5 separate regions of the Mus musculus genome follow, and regions 1, 2, 3 and 4 are each linked to region 5. The links are chromatin contacts, called in public HiCAR-type, HiChIP or PLAC-seq and promoter capture Hi-C maps. All regions are on one chromosome and are shown on one strand. Each heading gives the region's core, a stretch centred on a gene start, on an enhancer-like site or on the middle of the called end of the contact. The rest is flanking DNA. Distances are from core to core; before and after follow the strand shown. Region 1 holds the start of Zfp119b (zinc finger protein 119b). Region 2 holds the start of Stap2 (signal transducing adaptor family member 2). Region 3 holds the start of Fsd1 (fibronectin type 3 and SPRY domain-containing protein). Region 4 holds the start of Zfp119a (zinc finger protein 119a). Region 5 holds the start of Gtf2f1 (general transcription factor IIF, polypeptide 1).

Region 1 (5,098 bases), core at 2,346-4,845, 1.1 Mb before region 5:
TGGTGTGGTAGCACTCACTTTTAATCCCAGCCTCAGGACACAGAGGTAGGTGAATCTCTATGATTTCCAGGACAACCTGGTCTACATAGTGATCTTCAGGACATCAAAAGTTACATAAAGTGACCCTGTCCCAAGGAAACACACACACACACACACACACACACACCAAGATAGAAAGCACAGAGAGGCTCATACAAAATTCCTCCGAAGAGTTAAATGACTTCAGTGAACACCAGGCTTCCCCATGCTCACATCAATAGTTATAAGCAAAAGACTCACGCACATATTTTACAATTAAAAACAAAGCAAAACAAAACAAAAAAACATAGGGAGTGCCATAACCTGCACTCCAATTTCTAGAGATCAGTATTAATATCATGTATGTAATGCCATTCTGGTGTAAAAAAAATTATAGCCTCTGACAAAGTTTAAACGTCAAGATGTGGGTAAAGCTCAGAATAATAACAAATGTTAAGACATGTAGGAAAACAGAGACAAAAATATAAACATAAAAATATCAAATTAGAAAAATGCCTTCTCAAAGAAAAGCAAATGCTTCTATTTTACATTCCATTAAGTATGGATAGGGTCTGAAGTGGTGGTGAATAACATTACCTTTTCCTCCCATAATTAAACACTTTGCTGTGTGGTACAGCACCCTCACAACACATTCTCTATTTGTGCAAAGAAGAGCATGTGCGTTTTCTTTAATGGCCCTAGTCTCACTGATAACTACTGAATCGGTTCCAGCACATGACTGCGGTCTAAATTTACTTACACCTCTTTTTCTTTACAACCACACAGGTGACATTAATTTCTGTCCCTGTTGTGTCTCTTTTTCTCTGTGACCCTGTATGAGTCATGAGTAATAACCGTGCCACAGACTCAATATTTTGTCTAGAGATCAGTCCATTATCCTTTCATTTAGCCTTGATTTCACAAGACAGAATAAGGAGAGAATATGTCAAGTTATTATACAAACAACCTGTCTTAGTGACTGTCCGATGGCTGTGAAAGTGCAATATGACCAAGGCAACTCTAATAATGGAATACATTTGGGAGTGATTATAGTGATAGTCCATTGTCATCTTGAAAGGAAGCATCATGATAGGCAGGCATGGGGCTGAGTGTTACATCCTGATACACAGGCAGACAACAGAAAGAAACACCTGCCTTGCTCTGGTCTTTTGAAACCTCAAAAAGTCACCTAGAATTACACACCTGAACAAATAAGACAAACCTTCTCCCATAGGTCATACTGCTTAAGTTTACACAGTTCTACTAATTGAAGACCAAGCAACCAAAAATAGGACCATGAGGCTGTTGAGCTAATATAAACCATGACAGGTACATAACCTAAGTAGAAAGCAGCTCTGAAGGGAAAAAAGTGAAAGAAAATAAAGGAAGTAGAGAAAGGGGGAAAGAGAGAAAAAAGAAAATGAGAAAAAGACAAAGACAATATTTCATCCGAACAGTGAGGAACCAGCTCCTCTCAGTAGGTTATAGGCTTCCTTAATATAACCTTCCCTAGCCTCTCCAGGAAGAGATTAAACAATTGGAGGCCCCCAAACTGCAGCTTAAGTCCTTATCTTTTTTCTGAGTACATGGTATTATTCCTCGTTTCCCTCCCTGCACCATTCCCTCATGGAACCTGGAAAACCTTGGATGAGGTCAGGAGGAAGCAATGAAGGCACTCTCTCGCGTGCTTAAAGTGTGACTGTTGTAGATGATGCCGTGTGGGAGCTGCATTTCTAGCTGTGCAGACGTGCAACACAAGGTTATCAAGGCTTTCAATGTGATTCAACTATTTAACTAGTTGAAATGTGGAAGTCTTACATTCCAGCCAACAAGGAGATCTGTCTGATCACAGCTCAGATCATACTCAATTGGAATAACATGAGGCAAAGCAATACTTTGAGTCTGAGGACTGAGAAGGTAAAATAGGTAGATGACAAAGCGTGCCTTCCACAATACAATCTATATGGTAAGACAAGGATGGAATCAACTGTCTCTGCTTGAGGCCATGGACATCTATCTTCTATTCCATAACTGTGGGGAGGTCTACCTGCCTAGACCATGACATAGGTACCATCTCCTTCTATGTTTATGCCAACCTCGTAAAAGGGTATTTCTAAGGAAAAGGCTGTAGCACTTTACATTTAACCTTTGAGAAGATGGAAGATGGCCTCACCTTAGCAGGAAATGACCTAACCTTGAGTAGAAAGCAACTGTGTAGTATGCTGCCATCTTGGCTAGTATGCTAAAATATCACAATGCAGAATTTGAGCTATAAATTCAACAAATGCCCAATAAAAAGTGTCACCATTTTTGATACCAAAGGAAACTGATGAAAATAAGTAACCAAGAATGAAAAAAATAATCAACACACAAAACTGGACATATACTAAACACAGCGATAACCTGACATCAAAACCTCAAACAGCTGCAATAAAGAAAGAAAATATAAACAGCAAGAAAAAAAAATAAGCAGACAGATAGACAAAAGATAGAAAATATTTCTTCCAAATAGGGAAGAGACAACTCCTTTGGCTGGGATACAGGTTTTCTTAATATAACCTTCCTTACCTTGTCTAAGTAGAGATTAAACAATTGGAGGCCTGCAAACTCAGGGGTTTTTTGTTATGTTTTTTCTGTTTGTTGTTGTTCTTTTGTTTGGTTTGGTTTTGGCTTTTTCAAGACAGGGATTCTCTGTGTAGCCCTGGCTGTCCTGGACCTCACTCTGTAGACCAGGCTGGCCTCGAACTCAGAAATCCACCTGCCTCTGCCTCCCAAGTGCTGGGATTAAAGGCGTGCGCCACCACTGCCTGACCAAACTCAGATCTAAGTATGTATCTTTTCTCTGTATTATCCCTTGTTTCCCTCCCCACCCAGTTCTCTCAGGGAACCGGAAAAACCTGCCTGCACAGTACTTCCTGGGAAAGAATAGAGATCAACAGAACATGAGAACAAACTTAGACAGAAAAAAAAAAAAATACACAAGTAAAATAGAGTAAATGTTGATGAAAGAGACCAGGAAACCCAGTGAGCCTGGCCTTACTAACACACGTTACTGGACGGTCAAGGCATCTACAAGTCTGTGTCGATGGCAAACACTTTGCATCTGCACAGAGCTAACTGCGGACGGATCCTACTCCTGAACATCAAGTGCCAAGTGCAGAACTTGTAGAAGACACCGGAGAAACTAGGGTTCTCCATGTCAGCATATCTGCCTTCCCTGGACACAGGAAAAGCAGCTGAGGCGCTCACTGCATGGTGACGTCAGCAACAAGGATGTTTTCACTCCAGGACCCGCGCCCCACACTCTGCGCAGGCGCAGCCCGGGATCGAAGTCAGACGTCGCGCTTCCGCTCCGGAGGTGCAGGGACCTCAGGTGAACAAACGCAATCACGCCGGGCGGCGAGTCTGACCGCCGGTTCCCGCACCCCGGGAGGAACCCAACACAGTCTCCCGCGGCTCCTCCCCGCGTGGGGACGGCGGCCCCGCTCACCATGGCGTGGAGACCGAGCTCGCCCCGCTCTCCTCACAGCTCCCGGCAGCGGGTGGCAGACCAGGACACAGAACCACAAGAGCCTCCCTCAGACCCGAGCCCGAACCTTTAGTATTAGGGAACGGAAGTGCTCTCCCCATTCTGGCTAGCGGATCCATGCGGCCGTGATTGGCTAGTGAGGAATGAGTGACAGCTCCCCTAGACACCGAGGGCTGTGAAGTGTCACAGCACAGTGGTTCCCAGTCCTGGTCTCCGCTCAGGCACAGAACTGTCCCAGACGCGGAGAGACAGGGACATATCGCCACAGAACTTGCGCCTGTTAGCGTACAGGCAGGTCCACAAACCTACTCTCGGGGACCTAGCAGAGACTTCTGTCATCAGATGCCATCATTTGCTGATGCCACCAGGCGCGCCCGGTCTGTTTCAGGATGAATGTATCCACCTAAGCCACCGGAGCTCTCTCCCTACTCAGCAGGCCGTCTCTCTGTTCCCCGTGTGCGCTTCTTTCTCTCTCTGTCTGTCATGTCCACTTCTCTGCCTCTGTCCCTTCCCCAGGACCTCAGTCCCCCAACCCCCACCCCCAATAAAGTTTTTTTACACCAGATGCATGGCGTAATTTCTCAGGACACACTTCGGCTCGATCTGCCAAAGCTACTTCACCTTACTATATAATGTTTCCTAACAGCAGGACTGCAGTCGTCCCTGCTCTGCTGCACCCAGGAGGCTATTTAATCTAGGCACAAGGTCTCTAGCATACACAGATCACTAAACAACCTCAAGTGGAGTGATCCACCTGCCTCACAGCCAAAAGGGCACCCAGACTATCCAGGTCAAATTTAAACCTCCTGGTTGATATTCACCGGGCATCAACCATTTTTTAAAAAGACTCATCTAAATTGCTCACACTTCTCTCAGTTAAACACTGGTAGCCAAAACACACATTCCCAGCCTTTAGTGGTTGCACTGGCTCATCATGCCAGCACTTGGGAAATGGAGTCAGGACATCAAAAGTTTAAGCCTAGTATAAAGAGTAGTTCCAGGACAGCCAGGGAGGGATACACAAAGCAATCCTGTCTCACAAAAAAAAAAAAAGTTTAAACCAGCTTGGTCTATGAACCCAAACACCAACTATTCTGGCCCCCAAAGGGGAGGTGACCAGGGTGAGAACCTGGGAGGAGAAGACAAAAATAGAAAGTTTGGGGTCACTATGTCTTGCATAACATGATGGCTCATGTTAAGCAAGTTTTTTCAGATGATATACAGCTCTGATACACTATAGGTGGAGAATGAGACAGTCAGCAGAAAGATAATTTAGCAATGTTGGCTAGAAGGACACAGGATAGATACCTCATAGTGAGCACACACTGGCCATGAGACTGATACCCATGAGACTGATAACTGAAGACCGTGGTTCCTTTGACTCCTTCAAGATGCTTGCCCAAGCACCAGACCAGACCTTCCCAAGTCTGCTCTTGGAGAGGTCACAAAAGCAATGATCCCTTGGTGCTTTCATCGGGGCATCTGAGAAAGCCTTGGATAGGCCTAGCTCCCCAAAGACCCACCTCCAACCTAAACAAAAACACATATGAA
Region 2 (5,184 bases), core at 1,270-3,769, 1.0 Mb before region 5:
TCAGTCAGCTGTCACCTCCCTCTCTAGCAGTTCTGGGCGGGGGCTGGATCCTGCGGAAATCCCGGTAGTTCTGGGCTCCTGTCCCAAGCAAAGACAGAGACCTGTTAGGGAGCACGGCCAAAAAACCAACCCAGGGAAATCACAGTAGAAGCATAATTGCAAGATCTGGAATGCTTGGCAGGTGGAATGACCGCAGCAGTAAGTTTCTCTGTATCATTGATACACTTTTTTCTTTTTTTTTTTTTTTTTTTCGGGAGCGGAAAAACACGGGAACGACACGGGAACCCACTTTGCTGACACCTATGACAATAGTAGCCTACAGTCAGTCAGGGAGGGAGGGAGGGAGGGAGGGAGGGAGGGGCTTTCTCAGCACTCTTCTGTTTGAACACACTCAATATATAGATCAATTAATTTATTTTTTTGGTTACATTTACTGAGTGTATGGGTGTGGAGGTCAGAGGACAGTTTGTAGGTCCCAGGGATTAAATTCAGGTTATCAGGTTTGGTGCCAAGAGCCCTTTCCCACTAGGACACATCACCAACCCCTACACTGATATCATTCCCAGCCTGTGTATCCAGAGTGCCCTTATCACACTCACATCTAAGTACTTCCGTTATTTAATTTTAGTTTTCTTTCTTTTGCTTCATTGAGACATGGTCTCCTGTAGCCCTGCTGGCCTCCAGTTAAGTAGCTTAGAATGAACATCTGAACCTCCTGTCTCCTGAGTGTTGCTATGTCTGGTGTGCACCACCATGTCTAGGTTTTTGTTTTGGTAGTGGGTTTTTTAAAAAATATTTATTTATTTATGTGTGTGTGTGTGTGTGTGTGTGTACACTCACTGTCTCAGACACACCAGAAGAGGGCGTCGGATCCCATTACAGATGCTTGTGAGCCACCATGTGGTTGCTGGGAATTGAACTTGGGATCTTTGGAAGAGCAACCAGTGCTCTTAACCATTGAGCCATCTCTCCAGCCCTGTGGTGGTGGTTTTGATTTTTGTTTTTTGACTCTCGATACATAGCCCAAGTGATTTTTTAAAAAAGATTTTATCTATCTATTATATGTAAGTACACTGTAGTTGTCTTCAGATCTCATTACAGATGGTTGTGAGCCACCATGTGGTTGCTGGGATTTGAACTCGGGACCTCTGGAAGAACAGTCAGTGCTCTTAACCGCTGAGCCATCTCACCAGCCCCCCAAGCTGATTTTTAACTGCCTCAGCCTCTCAAGTGCTGAAATGACAGACAGGTGCGGGACAGCAGGCCTGACGTTCACTGCTTTTGGTACTTTGAAATTTTATAACAAACCGCAAACCAAGTCAGTTTATTTCTTTAGCTTTCTACTTTTTTTTTTTTTTTCCCCTTGTCGCTGTAGAAGCAACTCAAGCCCTTTGCACAACCTGAGTAAGTGCTCTATCGGTTACACACAGCCCTTCCCAGTGTGATTCTGCGCTGAGGTTCTGCCCTGACCACGCCCCCAGGCCCCCCACTAAGAACGGTCTTGAGAGGGCCTGGGCGCCTGGCTTGTGGTGGTAGTGTACCTGGCTCCTGGCTAGGACAAGGCTCTAAGGTCAATTCCAGTACAATTGATCAGTGTGTAATTGTAAATTTGGCCAGGCGTGGTAGTACATTTGGGTTTTCCCAGAACTTGGGAGGAAGAGACCGGAGCAGCCGTAGTTACATAGTAACTTGAGTCTAGTGCGGTCTGCCTGAGATGCTATTTTGGGGATGGGGGGGTGGGGGGTGGCGGAGGTTCAAGACAGGATTTCTCTGAATTGCCCTGGCTGTCCTGGAACTCACTCTGTAGACCAGGCTGGCGTTGAATTTAGAAATCCACCGGCTTCTGCCTCCCAAGTGCTAGGATCACAGGCCACCACTGCCCTGCGAGATGCTATTTTCAAAAGGCAAAGGCAGAACAGATTGTGAACTCATTTTCTTCAGTTCCCAGCTAGGGCACCTGGACTTTACACAGGTAAAAGGGTGGAGATGGGGACCCAGATAGTGGCTGTGAGTGGCACAACCTTCCTTTATCTTCAACCAATGTTATCTTTAGGTTTCTGTACATTGTCAAGCCACAGTAGTTGCTTCAAAGTGTCAAAGGCCACAGGGGAGCTAGGTGTGGGGATGCAAGCCTATGACGTAAGCAGGAGGGGGCTGAGCAGGAGGATCACTGCAAGTGGAAGGAAGGAAAAGAAAAATTAGCCGGGAGCCAAGGACTGTTGTAGCGCAAGGATAGGATGTGGCAGTAGTTACATCATAGAAAAGTCCCTTTTGGATCGAGGTGGAAGATAAACAGGATGAAAACGTCCAGTGAGCAGAACTTGGAGCCTCTCTCAAGGCTTTGCCTGTTTACAAGATGGTTAGACCTGCATATTGTGCCGGGACTTGGAAGCGGTAAACTATGGAGCCCAAAGTCTGGTGGCCTGGGCTAAGGGAAGAGTGGTTCTCGGACTGGTGAGATGGCTCAGTGGGTAAGAGCACCCGACTGTTCTTCCGAAGGTCAGGAGTTCAAATCCCAGCAACCACATGGTGGCTCACAACCATCCATAACGAGATCTGACTCCCTCTTCTGGAGTGTCTGAGGACAGCTACAGTGTACTTACATATAATAAATAAATAAACAAATCTTAAAAAAAAAAAAGAATGATTCTCATTACTCAGACCTTTCCAGAGCATCCTGCCTCTTTCCCCAGTTTGAGGCCACCCGGATTTTCAGACCTCCCTGGGTTGGGGTAATCTGTGATGAAGGACAAATCAGGATGAGAACAAAGGCCCAGGGCCTTGGGCGCCTAGTAACACCGCCCCTTCCCGCTCGCTGATTACACGTGAACGCCGATTGGCTGAGTGGGAACCATCCCTTGTCGCTGATTGGATGCTGGAGGCACCTGGTGATTGGCTGATGAGAACTGCCATTGGGCTGAGTTAACCCTAGAAAGGCTAAAGCTGGCCAGGCTCAGACCTTTCGATCCAGCTATAACGCGCAGCTGCTTTCCTAAAGCGGCTCTACATTTCTTACAAACCTGTTTCTTCCCTGCTCCCAACCATCAAGGGCTCTGCCTTTAGCTAGCGCACTAGCCTCACTAGCAGCTTCCTTCATCGCTGCTGTAGGCTGAGGGAATCATGAGCTCCAGGATGCAGCCCCACTAAGGGAGTATAGTCCCCCTGAGAGCAGGGGATGGGGGGCGGCGTCCTGAGTCTGTTTTTCCCTCTAGTTCACCATCTGCTTCAGTTTCCCTTGTGTCCCAAGGTCTTCCCTCATTTCTTTAACTGCGCGTGGGCAGGCCCAAGACCTAAGGTTTCCATCTCTTTCCTGAAAGCTGAGCCACTCCTGCTCAGGGATCAAAGTTGCAACCTAGTAGCTGGTGGCCTCGAGTATGGTATCTCTAGTCCCTGAATGAGAAGGTCCTGGGCCTGTTTCCTTCTCCAGGTCTCCCCCAACCTCCAGCTTTAGTTTCGCCAAATTGCACCGGATCGCTCCAACTCCAGTGCAAGCACAACCCAACCGCTCCGTATCCCCTCCGCCCCCGGCGGGCCAAACCTCCCCACCCATTTTCAGTAACCAATAGACTGCTGTGTCCCCGCGCGGGGAGGAGCCCGTTCACTCGGAGGAGGCTGTGCCGGGACACAGCGTCCATGGCAGGTAGGATGGTCCGCGCAGGCGGGGACGGGGCAGCGGGACGCGACCTCTGCAGCCAGTTGCTATTTCGCTGCAGCTCCCGAGTCTCTGTCTCCCGGGGCCACGGCCGAGGAGGCGCCGGAGGAGGATGAGGACGACGCGGAGGCCGAGGACCCCGAGCGCGGGACGGGTAGCGGAGGGCGCAGCGGCAGCCTCGGTGGCAGCGGAGGCGGCACGGCAGGGCCTGGGATGGCCCTAGGGGGCGCGCTCACGAGGCGCGCGGTCACGCTTCGGGTGCTGCTCAAAGACGAGCTGCTGGAGCCCGGTGAGGGGGTGCTATCCATCTACTACCTGGTGAGCGACCCCCGGAGACCGTTCATGTCCTCCACTGCTAGCGTATAAAGAGAAACTGAAGCCCAGAGGAACCGTGTTAATCACAATGCCACATAGCTATAACCACTGCCATCTGGGTGTGTCCGCGGGCAACCAATCTGTGTGATTGCGGCTTCCCCATCTGTAAAATGAGGCCTTCCTTCCCAGGCTCTCTATGAAGATGATGGCTTCAAAACTGTGTACTGTTATTTAAAATGATCGCCCAAAAAACTCTTTGTGATACCAAGAATGGAAGGGAGCTTTACCCCTGACTATGCCCCCAGCCCCCTCACTGCGGGATTCTAAGCAGGGGGTCAATTCCTGACCTTGCACCCAACCAACCCCTCACTTGGGAATTTTAGGCAGGAGTTCTACCTCTGAGAACAGTCTTATTAAGTATTCCAAGCAGGTTCTGAAGTTGTGTGCTTCCTGCCTCAGCTTCCCCAGTAGTTGGGCTGACAGGCCTGGGCCGTTATGCCTGCTCTGGCTGCCATTACTTAATTTTAAAGTTGTGCATCTGGGTGTGGAGTGCCAGGAGTACTGGTGTGAAAGATGGAGTTCCTGTGACAGTACCTCTTGGGAGCCTTAGAAGAACAAGGACGCCAAGCCTCAGGGAGAAAGGAGTTAGGAATCACTAGGACTGAAGTGTTTCAGCCCCCTCTGTCGCTGCAGGGCAGGAAGTTTACTGGGGACCTGCAGCTGGATGGCAGGATCGTGTGGCAGGAAACTGGACAAGTCTTCAACTCACCCAGCGCCTGGGCCACACACTGCAAGAAGCTCGTCAACCCAGCCAAGAAATCTGGCTGTGGCTGGGCCTCTGTCAAGTACAAGGGCCAGAAGCTGGACAAATACAAGGCCGCCTGGCTTCGCCGGCACCAGCTACATATGCCTGTAGCTACGGCCGATGAGGTAGGAAGTACGTGCCTTCCACCTTGCGCTGTGGGGATGAGGTTGCAAAGGCCGTGGGGCAAGATAGAGTCTGATGTGATTCAGCAAGACGGCCTGAATTCTGAAGCACGGGAAGGAGGAAGGCAGGGAGGGGCAAGCAAGGCCAGGAGGGCCTCCTGGGCTGCCCGGAGGACTTGGGCTTTGATCCTGAAGGAGGTGGGGGTCATGAATACTATTGGCAGAGGGAACTGCTGCAGGGAGACTGTCAGGGGAGAGACAGGGCTCCGAGACAGTCAGTCTCACCCGAA
Region 3 (5,318 bases), core at 1,703-4,202, 1.0 Mb before region 5:
AACTTTGGACTTTTAACATTGTTGAGACTGCTATAGACTATGAGGACTTTGAAAGTTGGACTGAATGCATTTGCATTATGCTATGTTTAAGTATGGCCCCCATAGACTCATGTTTTTGAACAATTCTATGAGGGCCAGGGAGTGGAATGTGATGGTTTGTATATTCTTGGACCAAGGAGTGGCACCATTTGGAGGTGTGGCCTTGTTGGAATAGGTGTGACCTGGTTGGAGTAGGTGTGTTACTGTGGGTGTGGGCTTAAGACTCTCACCCCAGTTGCCTGGAAGTCAGTCTTCCACTAGCAGCCTTTGGATGAAGATGTAGAACTCTCAGCTCTGCCTGCACCATGCCTGCCTGGATACTGCCATGCTCCCACCTTGGTGATGATGGACTGAACCTCTGAACCTGTAAGGCAGCCCCAATTAAATGTTGTTTTTATAAGACTTGCATTGGTCATGGTGTCTGTTCACAGCAGTAAAACCCTAACTAAGACAATGGTGGAACATGCATTTATTCCAACTCTTTGGAAGCAAAAGCAAGCAGATCTCTGAGTTCCAGGCCAGCCTGGGCTACATAGTAGGAACCTGACCCCCCCCCCAAAAGCAGTATCCTGTCTCAAAGGAACAAAAAAGTGTGAGGGCCAAAGAGGCGGAGTCCCAGGTCCCCAAAGGCTGGTGTTTAAGTTGTGGTTTGAATTCTTCTGAAGACTCCATAAGGGCATCCAACCTCCATGAGGGCCTAAGTGTCCAGAAGAGGAGACTGAAGTTCAGGGTGGTTCTGATGAGGAATCAGGCAGCTGAAGTGGGCTAGATAACTGGAGGGGATACATAAAGTGGGGACCCCCAGATATTCACCCCAGAGCTGCAGAAGGATGAATACCCAGCCAGGAGAACCCATCCCTGAACCATCAGGCCCCAGGCTCACCATGCCACCATGCTGCACCTGTGTCACCTCAGCCACCCCACACACTCTCTTCCTGTCACAGTATCCACCCCACCTCCGTTGAAGTGACACTGAGGGTGGGGAAAGACAGAGGGCAGGCAGACATCCTGTGTTCCAGGCTGTGAGGAGAAAGGGGCTGAGTACCTTCCACCCCATGCCTCAGTTTCTCTCAAAGTATTCTACATCCAAAAGGGAGTATGCATTTATCTGTGAGTGTAGAGACTGGGGTGGTGGAAATGGAAACCTCTTTGAAGATTCTACAGAAATATACAAAGGATGCAGAGGAAAAGCAAGGGCAGAGTGTGAGACAGAGGGGTGGTGAGAGATGAGAGCCCAGGGCTCAGTGGGGTGGGCACTCTTCCAGAGCACACAAGGCCTGGGTTCCAACTCTAGCACCCCCTAACACAAACATGGTGGGGCACACCTGTTATCCCAACACAGTAAAGGCAGGAGGATCAAGACTTCCAGGGTAAGGCTGGAGAGATGGCTCAGCACTAAAGAGCACTGTTTGCTCTTCCAGAGGACCTGGTTCAACTCCCAGCACCCACATGGCAGCTCACAACTATCCATAACTCCAGTTCTAAGGAATCTAATACCTTCACACAGGGTAGCCTTGGCTACACGTGGAGTATAAGGCCAGCCTGGGCAACATAAGTTAGGAATCCCCTGTCTAAGTTCCGGGGTCTCAAGTCTTTCCCTTGTTGCAGTCTGCAGTTCTGGGCATGGGGCTAGGCCATGTCAGCAGAATTCTGTGGTAACTTTGGGGTCACACAGGTAATAACCATCAGTGTCACCGCTGTTGCCATTGTGCCGGGTGTGGTGCGCACACCTTTAATCCCAGCACTCGGGAAGCAGAGGCAGGGAGTCTCTTGAGTTGCAGGCCAGTCTGGGCTTTAGAGAGAGAGACCTCCTCTGGTAGGAAAATCAAGTCACCCTGTTCTCAGTCAAACCATAAGGGCAGCTGTAACTCCTGGTGGGCAGTGAGTGCACAGACATCCCCAGCCAATTATGCCATCTTCATTCCCGCTGGAAGGTTAGGACCTCTCTGTGAATGAAGTGGTCTTAACCTGTCCAGGCCAAGTCTGCCTCTTACAGGTTCTCATGGCCACCTGCAAGGTCTGGGCAGAAGCGGAGGCTTTGAGTGGTGAGTGGTTCTCACAGTCAACTTCCAGCCTCAGCCCCACTCTGGGGTCAGTGGCCAATACTGTAATAGTTGACCAAGAGAGTTGTCTCATACCCAATCACAACCATGACCTATTTTCTTAGGAGTGGGGGGAGGGCAGTGTTTAAAGACCCTGGGGTTGATGAAGCCCCAGGCTGGTGGTCCTCAACCTTCCTAATGCTTGAACCCTTTAATATAGTCCCTCATGTTGTGGTGACCCCCCACCCATAAAATTTTTCATTGCTACTTCATACCCATAATTTTGCTACTGTTATGAATCATAACGTAAATATTTTTGTTTTCCAAGGGTCTTAGGCGATCCCTGTGAAGAAGTCATTTGACCCCAATGTGGTTGAGAAACTCTGCCTCAGCCTTTGCCGGGCTAATAGCAGATGAACTCTTTAGATAAATATGTCTAGCCCTGAAGAGCAAGGGCTGGTAGAAAGGTTTCTAGGGGAAGATACAATCTGAGGCTTTGGGGGATGTATAGGACCTTGTCTCACTGTGCGACCATAATGGCTCTATTCTGGTTGGTTGTACAAGCAGTAAGTGGCAAGCATGTGGGCCACCGAAGGACAGCTCTCAGGGTAGGAAAGGGTGGGCACCCTGGGTGCCAATTTGAATAGCAAACCGGATCAATCTGAGGTGAGTAAGGGATAGTCCTGAGTTCACAAGACAGGATAAGAGGCCAAACTCAGATATCCTGCCTTCCGCCTGAGGGCTTCCTCATCCCTCCCAGTATTACACTGGGATAACCCAAGCTCCGGAGGAAGACAACTACATTTCCCAAGCAGCGCCGGTCGCTCGCGCATGCGTAGTACATGTAGTGATGGAGCGCTGAGCAGGGGGCGCGGCGGCGGAGGCGGCGAGGGCACGGAAGGCTAGTTGGCTGCTGTCTGCGTCCAAGGAACTTTAAGGGTTTGGAGAACCAGCTGAAGGGGACCCGCGGCCAGGCCAAGGCAACAGGGGGCTGCAACTATGGAAGACCAGAGGGTAGGACCTGGAGAAATGCAGGGATTGGGAACAGGGAGGGGACCAGGTGATGCCGCAGCGCCCCTCCCCCCGCACGGGCCGCCCGCACAGCGGCTCCTGTTAACACGCAGACCCCCTACCTCTCCTCCCCGCTCCTGCCCTCCCTCAGCATCTCGTCATCCTAGCCTGGGATCCTAATCCACCCCACAGGTCACCAACCCAAGCTACGCAGGGCCCAGCCCCACCACCCTGGGTGGGAACCGGCTTCTGGTGTCCTCCACCTGCTTTCCCAGAGGATCCTCCTCTCCTTGCCCAGTCCTTCACAAGCAAGACCTTCCAGCTGCCCAAGTGAAACCCGTCCACTTCCCAGGCGGACCCCTGCCTATCACGCCTCTCCCAGGAGAAGTTTGTTTCTCCATATACTCAGTTGGACTCTGGGACTCGCCTTGCCCAGACTACTCTCTCGGTGCAGCTCACCTTCAGCTTTAAAGATGCACCTACTGGCCTGGGTTGCTGGTGGTACACTCCTGTGTCCTATCCTCTAGAGGTAGAGGCAAGAGGTAGATGTTAGTTCAAGACTAGCCTAGGCTACACAGTGAGACTCTGTCTCCAAAACTGAACAAGGAGCTGTGGAGGTGTCTCAGTGGGTAAAGTGTTTGCTATGCAAATGTGAGAACCTGAGTTCAAGTTCCCAACGCCCACGTAGGAAGCTAGTTTAGTGTGTAGCTGCATACACTACAGCCCCAGCCCTAGGGACACGGACACAGGAGGATCCCTGGGGCTCGATGGCAGCTGGCCTAGACCAGGCTCACTGAGAAACCATACTCAAGTAATAGGTGGACATTGAGAGAGGAAGACAGCCAACATTGACCCCTGGCCTCCACATGCATGTGCATGCATACATATGTGCACACACACACACACACACACACACACACACACCCAAAGTCAAAACCAAATAAGCTCAGTGCTCAAAGTCTGTCCCTGAGAGGCTCTGTGGGCTCCAGTTTTCTTCTCTACTATGGGAATCTCACAGCCTCACATCAGACCTGTATTCCTGGAGGACAGCGCTCCCCCAACCTGCTGCCCCATGTTCCTTCTGTCCCCCAGGAGGCGCTAAGAAAAATCATCACTACCCTGGCCATGAAGAATGAGGAGACGCAGACCTTCATCTACTCCCTGAAGCAGATGTTGCTGAATGTAGAGGTGAACAGTCTGCTCCTGTCTGCAGATGTGGGTGCAGGGGAGAGGCCAGGAGGCACCCCTCTGTCTGCTGGGGACTCTCCACACCTTGGTTTCCCCGTCTGCATAGCCCTTGCCTTTTCTTTTGTGAGATGGGGTTTCTCTCTGCAGCCCTTGCTGGCTCAAGACTTGCTCTATAGAGCAGGCTAGCTTGGAACTCAAAGAGATTCACCTGCCTCTGCCTCCCCAGGGCTGGGGCTAAAACATGCATTACTGCTCTAGCCTCATGGTAGCCTCTCTCCATTGCAGGCAAACTCAGCCAAAGTCCAGGAGGATCTGGAAGCCGAGTTCCAGTCCCTCACGTCGGTTCTGGAGGAGCTGAAAGAGTCCATGCTGATGAAGATCAAACAGGACAGGGCCAGCCGCACCTACGAGCTGCAGGTGCAACCACATACACATACCCTGTCTCCAGAGCCTTTGGTGCCCTCCTAACCCTTGCCAGCCAGGGCCCAGCCCTTCCCCCAAAACACCTGCATCACCACCACCTCCCTGTATTTCCCAGTCCTTCCCATTGGTCCCCCCAGAACCAGGGTAACACTTCCCCTCAAATACCTTCCATGGCTTTCATGAACTCTCCGAATCCCAGCTGTGGTCTCTCAGATTGTACTCAAACCTCATTCCCATCTGTGGTATGAGGACAGCCTGGGGGACTTGGATGTGACCCAGGCTCAGAACTTAAGACTCCAGTAAGCTCCTCCTACCTGAAGCCCTGTTGGGCTGCGGGTCCCAGAGGGTGTCAGAGCTCTGGGTGGGTTTGTGGTGGTTGAGGGACTTGTCTGTGTCGTTGTACTGCCCGCAGAACCAGCTAGCTGCCTGCACACGAGCCCTGGAGAGCTCCGAGGAGCTCCTGGAAACAGCCAACCAGACCCTGCAGGCTTCAGACAGCGAGGACTTCAGTCAGGTGGGTGTCAGTGAGTGGGATCCCCAGGGCCCCTGGGTCACATGTGCCATGTCTGGTTTTGTTCATTTTTATCACATGTATTTGTTTGTCTCGGGGGAGGG
Region 4 (5,016 bases), core at 971-3,470, 1.1 Mb before region 5:
AAAAAAAAAGTGAACCACAGGATAAAGTCTAAACTAGGCTGTTTTTGAAGCTTCCTTTGTCAATGCATTTAATATAAATCTCTTTACCTTAGCCTCAGGCAGACTCTTGAGACAAGGGCAAAAAAGAAGTCATATTCTTCACCAAAATATCACAAGAGCAAATTCTAGATAACATAGGAAAGTTCTTTCCCTTTGAAAGCTCTTGAGACAGGCAGGCCACCAGAATTCAATTCACCCTCAGCACTGATGTCGTCCATATTTCTGCTAGGATGGCCCATTAAGCTCCACTTAAAGTACTCCGCAGGTTTACAAACCCAAAGATCCAAAATTTGAATTCATCCAAACAAAAGTATGGTTAGGCCTATCACAGCAATACCCTAGTCCCTGGTACCAACTTCTCTCTTAATCAGGGTCTTGTTGCTGTGAAGAGACACCATAACCAAAGCAATTTGTATAAAATGAAACATTTAACTGGGGCTGACTTACAGTTTCAGAGATCCAGTCCATTATCATCATGGCAGAAAGCATGGCAGCCTGCAGGCAGACAGGGCGCTAGAGGAGCTGAGAGTTCTAAACCTTGATCCAATTGCAACCAGGAGACTTTCTTCCACAGGCAGCTAAGAAAAGGCTCTCTACACTGGGTGAAGCTTGAGCTGTAGCAGACCGTAAAGCCTACCCTCTTAGTCACACTCTTCCTCTAACAAGGCCACACCTCTTCCGATGAGGCTCTAACCTCCTAATAGTGCCACTTCCCACGGGCCAAGCATATTCAAACCATCACAGGCTCCTAGTCTAGCAATAATTCAAAATGTAATTATTCTCATTTCAAAGATCTCCATATTATATCACAGTCCCAACACTGTTTAAATGTCTAAAGTTTCGTCGAATACTAAGGGCAATCTCTTGACTTTGACATCATATAAACTCAAAATATACAAATTCTATAAATCAAAATAAACAAAAAGTATAACTTCTCAACATGCATGGGCTCAGAATACACTTTTCCTTTACAAAGAAGGAAAGATTGGACCAAGGCAACCCTGTGGGGCATAAATCAAATCATATAGGCAATGAGAATAAGAGCATTTTTGTGACATCTGAACAGAAAGAGAGAGCAAGATTAGAAGGAGAATACAGAGTGGAACAACTTAGAAACCATAGATAACATAAAAAAAAAAAAAAACAACTATGAGAGCAATGTACAGAATGCAGAGGGAAGAGAAAAAAAAAAGAGCTGCAGAGAGCAGAAGGAGCAGGCAGACTTCTCCTTACTATGGGACAGAACAGGTCTTTTCTAACTAACAAGGAAGGTTTGGTCTTAGTAAATAAAGAGAACAAAGCTTTACTCCTCTACACTAACTCCTCTAGAGGGGTTACAGGCTTCCTTAAAATAACCTTCCCTAACTTGTCTAAGAAGAAATTAAACAATTGGAGGCCTGCAAACTCAGGTTTAAGTGTGTATCTTTTCTCTGATTGCTCGCTATTATCCCTTGTTTCCCTCCCCACCCAGTTCTCTCAGAGAACCGGGAAAACCTGCCTGCACAGTACTTCCTGGGAAAGAATAGAGATCAACAGAACATGAGAGAAAATTTAGAAAGAAAAGAAAAAAAAACACACAACTAAAATAGAGTAAATGTTGATGAAAGAGGCCAGGAAACCCAGTGAGCCTGGCCTTACTAACACACGTTACTGGACGGTCAAGGCATCTACAAGTCTGTGTCGATGGCAAACACTTTGCATCTGCACAGAATTAACTGCGGACGGATCATACATCAGAACCTCAGGTGCCAAGTGCAGAACTTGTAGAAGACACCGGAGAAACTAGGGTTCTCCATGTCAGCACATCTGCCTTCCCTGGACACAGGAAAAGCAGCTGAGGCGCTCACTGCATGGTGACGTCAGCAACAAGGATGTTTTCACTCCAGGACCCGCGCCCCACACTCTGCGCAGGCGCAGCCCGGGATCGAAGTCAGACGTCCGGCTTCCGCTCCGGAGGTGCAGGGACCTCAGGTGAACAAACGCAATCACGCCGGGCGGCGAGTCTGACCGCCGGTTCCCGCACCCCGGGAGGAACCCCACACAGTCTCCCAAGGCTCCTCCCCGCGTGGGGACGGCGGCCCCGCTCACCATGGCGTGGAGACCGAGCTCGCCCCGCTCTCCTCACAGCTCCCGGCAGCGGGTGGCAGACCAGGACACGGAACCACAAGAGCCTCCCTCAGACCCGAGCCCGAACCTTTAGTATTAGGGAACGGAAGTGCTCTCCCCATTCTGGCTAGCGGATCCATGCGGCCGTGATTGGCTAGTAAGGAATGAGTGACAGCTCCCCTAGTCACCGAGGGCTGTGAAGTATCACAGCACAGTGGTTCCCAGTCCTGGTGTCCGCTCAGGCACAGAACTGTCTCAGACGCGGAGAGACAGGCATTGCCATAGAACTTGCGCCTGTTAGCGTACAGGCAGGTCCACAAGCCTACTCTCGGGGACCTAGCAGAGACTTCTGTCATCAGATGCCATCACCTGCCGATGCCATCAGGCGCGCCCGGTCTGTTTCAGGATGAATGTATCCACCCACCAGCCACCGGAGCTCTCTCCCTACTCGGCAGGCCGTCTCTCTGTTCCCGGTGTGCGCTCCTTTCTCTCTCTGCCTGTCATATGCCCACTTCTCTGCCTCTGTCCCTTCGCCAGGACCTCAGTCCCCCAACCCCCACCCCCCAATAAAGCTTTTTTACACCAGATGCATGGCGTAATTTCTCAGGACACACTTCAGCTCGATCTGCCAAAGCTACTTCACCTCACTCCATTATGTTTCCTAACAGCAGGACTGCACAGTCGTCCCTGCTCTGCTGCACTCAGGAGGCTCCTTAATCTAGGCACAAGGTCTCTAGCATACACAGATCACTAAACAACCTCAAGTGGAGTGATCCACCTGCCTCACAGCCAAAAGAGCATCCAGACTATCCAGGTCAAATTTAAACCTCCTGGTTGATATTCACCAGGCATCATCCATTTTTAAAAAGACTCATCTAAATTGCTCACACTTCTTTCAGCTAAACACTGGTAGCCAAAACACTAACACATTCCCAGCCTTTAGTGGTTGCACTGGCTCATTATGCCAGCACTTGGGAAGTGGAGTCAGGACATCAAAAGTTTAAGCCTAGTAATTCCAGGACAGCCAGGGAGGATACACAAAGAAATCCTGTCTCCAAAAAAAAAAAGTTTAAACCAGCTTGGTCTATGAACCCAAACACCAACTATTCTGGCCCCCAAAGGGGAGGTGACCAGGGTGTGATCAAGTGACCATAGGTGTGTGGGTTCATTTCTGGGTCTTCAATTCTGTTCCATTGATCTACCTGCCGGTCTCTATACCAATACCATGCAGTTTTTATCACTATTGCTCTGTAATACAGCTTGAGGTCAGGGATAGTGAATTCCCCCAGAATTTCTTTTATCATTGAGAATAGTTTTCATTATCCTGTTTCGTTTTGTTTTACTTTTTTTGTTATTCCAGATGAATTTGCAAATTGCTCTTTCTAACTGTGTGAAGAATTGAGTTGGAATTTTGATGGGGATTACATTGACTCGGTAGATTGTATGGGGCAAGGTGGCCATTTTTACTATATTAATCCTGCCAATCCATGAGCATGGGAGATCATTCCATCTTCTGAGATCTTCCATTTCTTTCTTCAGGGACTCGAAGTTCTTGTCATACAGATCTTTCATTTGCTTGGTTAGAGTCACACTAAGGTATGTAATAGTACCGTGACTATTGTGAAGGGTGTCATTTCCCTAATTTCTTTCTCAGCCTGTTTATCATTTGAGTACAGGAAGGCTACTGATTTGTTTGAGTTCCTTTTATATCCAGCCACCTTGCTGGAGTTGTTTATCAGCTGTAGGAGTTCTCTGGTAGAATTTTTGGGGTCACTTAAGTGTAATATCATTATCATCTGCAAATAGTGATATTTTGACTTCTTCCTTTCCAACTTGTATCCCTTTCATCTCCTTTTGTTGTCTAATTCTCTGGCTAGGACTCCGAGTACTTTATTGAATAGGTAAGGAGAGAGCGGGCAGCCTTGTCTAGTCCCTGATTTTAGTGGGATTGCTTCAAGTTTCTCTCCATTTAGTTTGATGTTGGCTATTGGTTTGCTGTGTATTGCTTTTATTATGTTTAGGTATGGGCCTTGAATTCCTGATCTTTCCAAGACTTTTATCATGAAGGGGTGTTGGATTTTGTCAAATGCTTTCTCAGTTTGTTTATGTAGTAGATTACATTGATGGATTTCCGTATTATTGAACCATCCCTGCATCCCTGGGATGAAACCTACTTGACCGTGGTGAATGATCGTTGTCTTAGTCAGGTTTTCTATTCCTGGACAAAATATCATGACCAAGAAGCAAGTTGGGGAGGAGAGGGTTTATTCGGCTTACACTTCCACATTGCTGTTCATCACTTAAGGAAGTCAGGACTGGAACTCAAGCAGGTCAGGAAGCAGGAGCTGATGCAGAAGCCATGGAGGGATGTTCCTTACTGGCTTGCTTCCCCTGGCTTGCTCAGCCTGCTCTTTTATAGAACCAAGACTACCAGCCCAGAGGTGGCACCACCTACAAGGGGACCTCCCCGCTTGATCACTAATTGAGAAAATGCCTTACATCTGGATCTCGTGGAGGCATTTTCCCCAACTGAAACTCCTTTCTCTGTGATAACTCCAGCTGTGTCAGGTTGACACAAAACTAGCCAGTACAAGCATGTTCTTGGATTTGGTTGGCAAGAATTGTGTTGAGTATTTTTGCATCAGTGTTCATAAGGGAGATTGGTCTGAAGTTCTCTTTCTTTGTTGGGTCTTTGTGTGGTTTAGGTGGAAACATAATTGTAGCTTAATAGAATGAATTGGGTAATGTTCCTTCTGTTTCTATTTTGTGGAATCGATTGAAGAATATTGGCCTCTTGCTTCTTTTGCTTTTGCTCTAGCCCTCTTGCTCCCTCTCTCCCCTTCCGTTCTCCCCTCTCTCCACGTGGCCTGG
Region 5 (4,712 bases), core at 1,442-3,941:
CAACCTCAACAATATGAAGATAGTGACATTTTAACATGGCACCCAAAAGAGTGGATAGTTTAAAACTTTGGCCTTTAACATTTTTTTTTTATTCTTAGTATTATCTAGAAAGTCCTGTTATGTAGCCCAGGCTGGCTTCAAACTTATGATCCTCCTGCCTCTACCTCCCTGGTGCTGGGATAGTAGTATCTCTGGCTATACCCATCTTGTGGAATCATTTTATCCTTTTGAGACAGGGTCTCACTACAGTGAAATTCACCATGCAGACCAGGCTGGCCTTGAAGTCTGAGATCCACTGACTCTGCTGCTTTCGAACTGGCAGTAAAGGTATGTGCCACTACGGCCAGCTGGCTTTTTCTTAAAAACAAAAACCCCAAACTTTTAAAGTGTATTTCTTTTTGTGGAGGTTGTACATGACATTGCCTGTATGAGATCCAAGGACACACTTGGAGCCACCTCTTTGCTCACTGAGTTATCTTGCTACCCACTACTTTACTTTTTTAAGACATGGTCTGTGGCTGGCAAGTGGTGGCGCACACCTTTAATCCCAACACTTGGGAGGCAGAGGCAGGTGGATTTCTGAGTTGGAGGCCAGCCTGATCTACAAAGTGAGTTTCAGGACAGCCAGGGCTACACAGAGAAACCCCGTCTTGAAAAACCATTAAAAAAAAAAAAAAAGACACCGTCTATATGTATCGTGGGCTTTACTGTGCAGGCAAGGATCATCTTCAGTTTGAGGTCCTACCCCCTTCCCGTGCTGGGATGACAGGCGTGTGCCACCATGGCTAGTATACATGGCGCTGGGGATCCAGCTTGGCCTCATATATGCTAGATTCGTGCTCTACTGACTGAACCACATCCTCTGACATGCTTTGCTTTGCTTTGCACTTCTTTTCTTTGGAGCTAGGATTTATGTAGCACAAGCTGGTCTAAAACACTCAGTCTTTCTGCCTCAGCCACCAAATGGCTGGAATCACAAATCTGCTGGAGCCACAGGTGTGGGCACCATCGTTTCAGTAAAGTTATTACTATACATAGTCACCAGCCCAGGGTTAGGTCCCTGCCCCAGCCACCCAGAATCACCCACTTACCTGGTTCCAGGTAGCAAAGTTGACTTTATCGGCTGCATTAAAAGCCATTATGTTGTATCTTTTGGCTGTGTTCCTGGAATGGGCAAGAAACTATTCAATCTATTGATTATTCATTCAACAAATCTATGCTTTACACCCTTGGTTGTAGGTAATTCTGGGAACTCATAAAAGACTCCAGAGCAATGGTTCTAAAGCTCTGACCCTCTAATACATCTCCTCATGCTGCGGTGACCCAATCATAAAATTATTTTTGTTTAGTTCACAACTGTAAGCTATAAATGGTCATGTAAATATCTGTGTTTTCCGATGGTCTTAGGCAACCTGCAAGTTGAGAACCACGCTCTAGTTTTTCAGGGGTTTTGTTTTGTTTTGTTTTAAAGAATCAAGATCCATCTCATCCAACCCAACCCCATCAGATAAAGATCCACAGACACTAGGCTCTCTTACAGCATCACATACAGAAAGAGTGAGAGCGAGAGCAAGAGCGAGAGTGAGAGAGGAGAGACAAGAGAGAACATTCATACACATAGATAATAAATTAAATCTTCAAGAAACAAAGGGACCACCAGGCAGAGTTGGCACATGCCTTTAATCCCAGCACTTGGGAGGCAGAGGCAGGTGGATTTCTGAGTTCGAGGCCAGCCTGGTCTACAAGGTGAGTTCCAGGACAGCCAGGGCTACACAGAGAAACCCTGTCTCGAAAAACCAAAAGAGAAAAAAAGAAAAAAGGAACCAAAAGTGCGGAGGACCCCTATGTAGAAAGAAGGGCAGGCAGGCAAGGGTCTTAATGGATCTGAGTGGGTTCAAAGCCAGCCTGATCAAACCATCTGAACTACACAGTAAGACTCTTGTCTTCAAAATAAACAAAACTTAAGAGGGGGCTGGGTGTGGCTCGGTGGTGGAGTACTTGCCTAGCATGTACCCACCTAAAATAAAGTTAGAAGTTGAGGGACATGGCACTTGGCACAAAAAAACAGGATGTATACCACCTGTGACCAGTTTGGGGTTTTCTTTTATTTTGGGACAGGACCCGACTATGTAGCCCTGGCTGTCCTGGAACTCACTATACAGACCTGGCTGGCTGCGAACTCACAGAAATTCTCTTACATCTGCTTCCCAAGTGCTGAGATTAAAGGCAGTCACCATGTCTGACCTGACCCGTCTGACTCAGGGCAAAGTCACCGACCCCTGACATTAACTACCAAGGGGTAACTGTTACTGTGTCTTGGACGGGGTGGCAGGGGAACACAGGGCCGAGGTTCTGGAGTGTGGGTGGACGGGGACTTACTTGGGGACTCGGACGACGTACTCGGTGACATTCTGGCTGCTGGAGCCCTGCAAGAGAGCAGGGGTCTGTAAGGCGAGGAGAGGGCGCGGGGTCTGTTCTGCGACACCTCTGTCCCCACCTCATTCATACTCACTAGAGCCGCCATGGCCGTTGCTCAAGCTGCTCCCGGTCGGCCTGACGGGATGAACTTCGTTGTGTCCCTCGGCTCCAGGAAAGGGAAGGCACCTTTCCTGGTTGTCACGTTAGTGTGATGCTGTGCTTTGGATTTCCAAATCCTTAAGTCTCGGAGAATGCTGGAAGACGAGAAAAAGAGACCTAACTCTCTGCGCATGCGTTAGAGCCTGACCCGGAAGTTGAGCTGCCACACCGAGAAGAGCGCAGCCGCTGTAACTACTCTAGATCACCAGCTTCGGAGAGAAAGCCACCTTTTGGCGGCGTTCTCTGTTTATATACCACGGAAAAGTCACGTGTAGACACGCCCGTCGTGACGTCACGACGCAGGCACCGCGGAGCATCCTGGGTAGGGTGGAAATGGAGTCTCCTGGTAGACGCGAACTCGATCCTCTTGCGCAAGCGTAAATGTGTCCAAGAAGCGGGAACGGAGGCCGAGTTGCCATGGCAACCGAGGCCCACTCTGTGGGGTGGCTTCTTCGGCTCTTCTGGGGCGGGTCTGAGGTTCAGTTTTCTGTGTCCTGGGATATGGGGATCCCGAGGATCTTGCAAAATGAGTCCCTTGTGACGTAGAGCGGAGCCGGGGACTCGGTGCAGGGTGGAGACAGGGCCCCAGCGTACCCCGGCATTGCGGGCGGGATGGGTCTGTGCGAGTCCACGCTGCCCCAGCTGGGCAGAGCTTTGAGGCCCCAGGAGAAGGGTAACGACGTGGGGTGGTTGGTTTACATGGGCCAACGAAAGGGGGAGATGGGCAAGTATCCCCACTACCTGGGGGTGTACACCAACCCCTGCACGGAAGGAACGCATCTGCGCATGCTCCCACCTCACTGTTGGTTGATGCCTTTGGCATATAACTTGAGTAGAGGAGCCAGTGTCGGAAATGGAAAGTACTATTCTCTGGGGACAAATCAGAGAAAGGGAGCCTACGGGATGCAAAGGAGTTGGTTAAGCAGAGGGGCAAGGGAGGCACAGGCATTGAACTTGAGAGGAATGAGATAGGCTGATTCCATGACTGTCTTTGCATAAACAACTGACTCCACAGATGTGTCTAGTAGGGGAGGCATTCATTTCTCCGCCTTCAGGGAGTGCGCCTTAAGTTACAGAGGCTGGCTAGGAAGACCAAAGTGAACTGAAAGGGACAAAGAACGAGGGCTGACTGCGGAGGAGAGGAAAGGGCAGAGAGGTCTTATCCCAACTCAGAGGTTGTGTGACTAGAGGCACAAGCAGGCAGCATAGAAAGGACCGCATGGTGGGCGGAGCAGGGTGCTACTGGGTGAGTTTGAGGGCCCTCTTCTTTATCTGTAAAATGGGGTGATGGAGTCACTAAGGCACTTCATGGAGGTCTGTGCAAATGGCTCAGGAAAATCCCCACAGGGGGATGCTTCAACGTGAGTCCAGGATTTCTTATAGACTTGCACTAGTACCATCTTTCTTCCCTGAACACCATAGATATCCTGAGGTATCCCCTGATCATCTTCGTGGTGGGGGGGCCCGGCTGCGGGAAAGGGACCCAGTGCAGAAACATGGCTCTGAAATACGGCTTCTACCATGTGGAGCTGGGCCAGCTGCTGCGGGAGGAGGCTCAGAGAAGCACCCAGAGGGGACGGCAGATCCGGGACATCATGCAGAAGGGACTCCTGGTACCCACGGTGAGAGTTCACAGGAGTTCATGGGGTCACTCATGGCTGGACGGAGTCCCCAGGAAGCCAGGGTCTGCTGGCCCAGTGACTGCCTTGCAGCCCTAACCTGTTCTTATCTGACAGTGTTGTGGTGATGTAAGAGTTAAGGACACTGGCTGCTCCTGTCCAGAAGCTGGGTTTGCTTCCCAGCACCCAAATGACAGCTCACAACTATCTGTTAACTCTATTTCCAGGGTTTCCTGTACTCTCTTCTGGTCTTGCACACACTCACACATACATGTAAACAAACACTCACAAATCAAAAAAAAAAAAAAAAAAAAAAAGGTCACTGGCCTAGAATGCGCAAAGTCCTGGGTCCCATACCCAGCAGAAACTGGGTGCATGCTGGGCAAGGCACCCTTGACTACATAGACAGGCCAGTCTGTGCTACGGGCCAGAGATGGCACACTGGGTGAAGACATTTTGCGGCCAAGCCTCACAGCCTGAATTCAACCCCTGAACTGACTCCTGTGAATGAATGGC

The links. Promoter capture Hi-C pulls out the DNA fragments that hold promoters and counts their contacts. HiCAR-type assays count read pairs that join an accessible place to other places. HiChIP or PLAC-seq counts read pairs in DNA pulled down with a chosen protein or histone mark.
Region 1: a HiCAR-type map of astrocytes shows a contact between it and region 5, with 4 times the contacts expected there. The contact joins the promoter of Zfp119b here to the promoter of Gtf2f1 in region 5. A contact is called at or near these places in 5 of 39 promoter capture datasets (embryonic stem cells, erythroid cells, hippocampal neurons and 2 more), 4 of 484 Hi-C or Micro-C datasets (B cells, double positive thymocytes, olfactory sensory neurons and 1 more), 2 of 115 datasets of contacts at active chromatin or transcription factors (astrocytes and microglia) and 1 of 9 other capture datasets (liver).
Region 2: an HNF4G HiChIP or PLAC-seq map of pancreatic cancer cells shows a contact between it and region 5. The contact joins the promoter of Stap2 here to the promoter of Gtf2f1 in region 5. A contact is called at or near these places in 2 of 39 promoter capture datasets (erythroid cells and liver), 2 of 115 datasets of contacts at active chromatin or transcription factors (embryonic stem cells and pancreatic cancer cells) and 1 of 9 other capture datasets (liver).
Region 3: a promoter capture Hi-C map of hippocampal neurons shows a contact between it and region 5, with 2.7 times the contacts expected there. The contact joins the promoter of Fsd1 here to the promoter of Gtf2f1 in region 5. A contact is called at or near these places in 3 of 39 promoter capture datasets (embryonic stem cells, hippocampal neurons and liver) and 1 of 9 other capture datasets (macrophages).
Region 4: a promoter capture Hi-C map of liver shows a contact between it and region 5, with 4 times the contacts expected there. The contact joins the promoter of Zfp119a here to the promoter of Gtf2f1 in region 5. A contact is called at or near these places in 4 of 39 promoter capture datasets (hippocampal neurons, liver and pre-B cells), 1 of 115 datasets of contacts at active chromatin or transcription factors (astrocytes) and 1 of 9 other capture datasets (adipose tissue).

What each region holds. Positions count from the first base shown.
Region 1 is chr17:55,941,664-55,946,761 of GRCm38.p6, forward strand. Zfp119b (zinc finger protein 119b) reads right to left here and starts at 3,596. Exons shown (of 4, transcript NM_146249.4): 1 at 3,509-3,596. The coding sequence starts at 3,511.
Region 2 is chr17:56,005,617-56,010,800 of GRCm38.p6, forward strand. Stap2 (signal transducing adaptor family member 2) reads right to left here and starts at 2,520. Exons shown (of 14, transcript NM_145934.3): 1 at 1,801-2,520; 2 at 1-78. It overlaps Mpnd (MPN domain containing), which reads left to right and starts at 3,585. Exons shown (of 13, transcript NM_026530.5): 1 at 3,585-3,640; 2 at 3,714-3,970; 3 at 4,661-4,897. The coding sequence starts at 3,634.
Region 3 is chr17:55,983,559-55,988,876 of GRCm38.p6, forward strand. It overlaps Fsd1 (fibronectin type 3 and SPRY domain-containing protein), which reads left to right and starts at 2,953. Exons shown (of 13, transcript NM_183178.2): 1 at 2,953-3,095; 2 at 4,185-4,280; 3 at 4,566-4,697; 4 at 5,116-5,217. The coding sequence starts at 3,081.
Region 4 is chr17:55,876,733-55,881,748 of GRCm38.p6, forward strand. It overlaps Zfp119a (zinc finger protein 119a), which reads right to left and starts at 2,221. Exons shown (of 4, transcript NM_144546.6): 1 at 2,128-2,221. The coding sequence starts at 2,130.
Region 5 is chr17:57,008,597-57,013,308 of GRCm38.p6, forward strand. It overlaps Gtf2f1 (general transcription factor IIF, polypeptide 1), which reads right to left and starts at 2,692. Exons shown (of 13, transcript NM_133801.2): 1 at 2,513-2,692; 2 at 2,380-2,426; 3 at 1,092-1,164. The coding sequence starts at 2,524. It also overlaps the pseudogene Gm17949.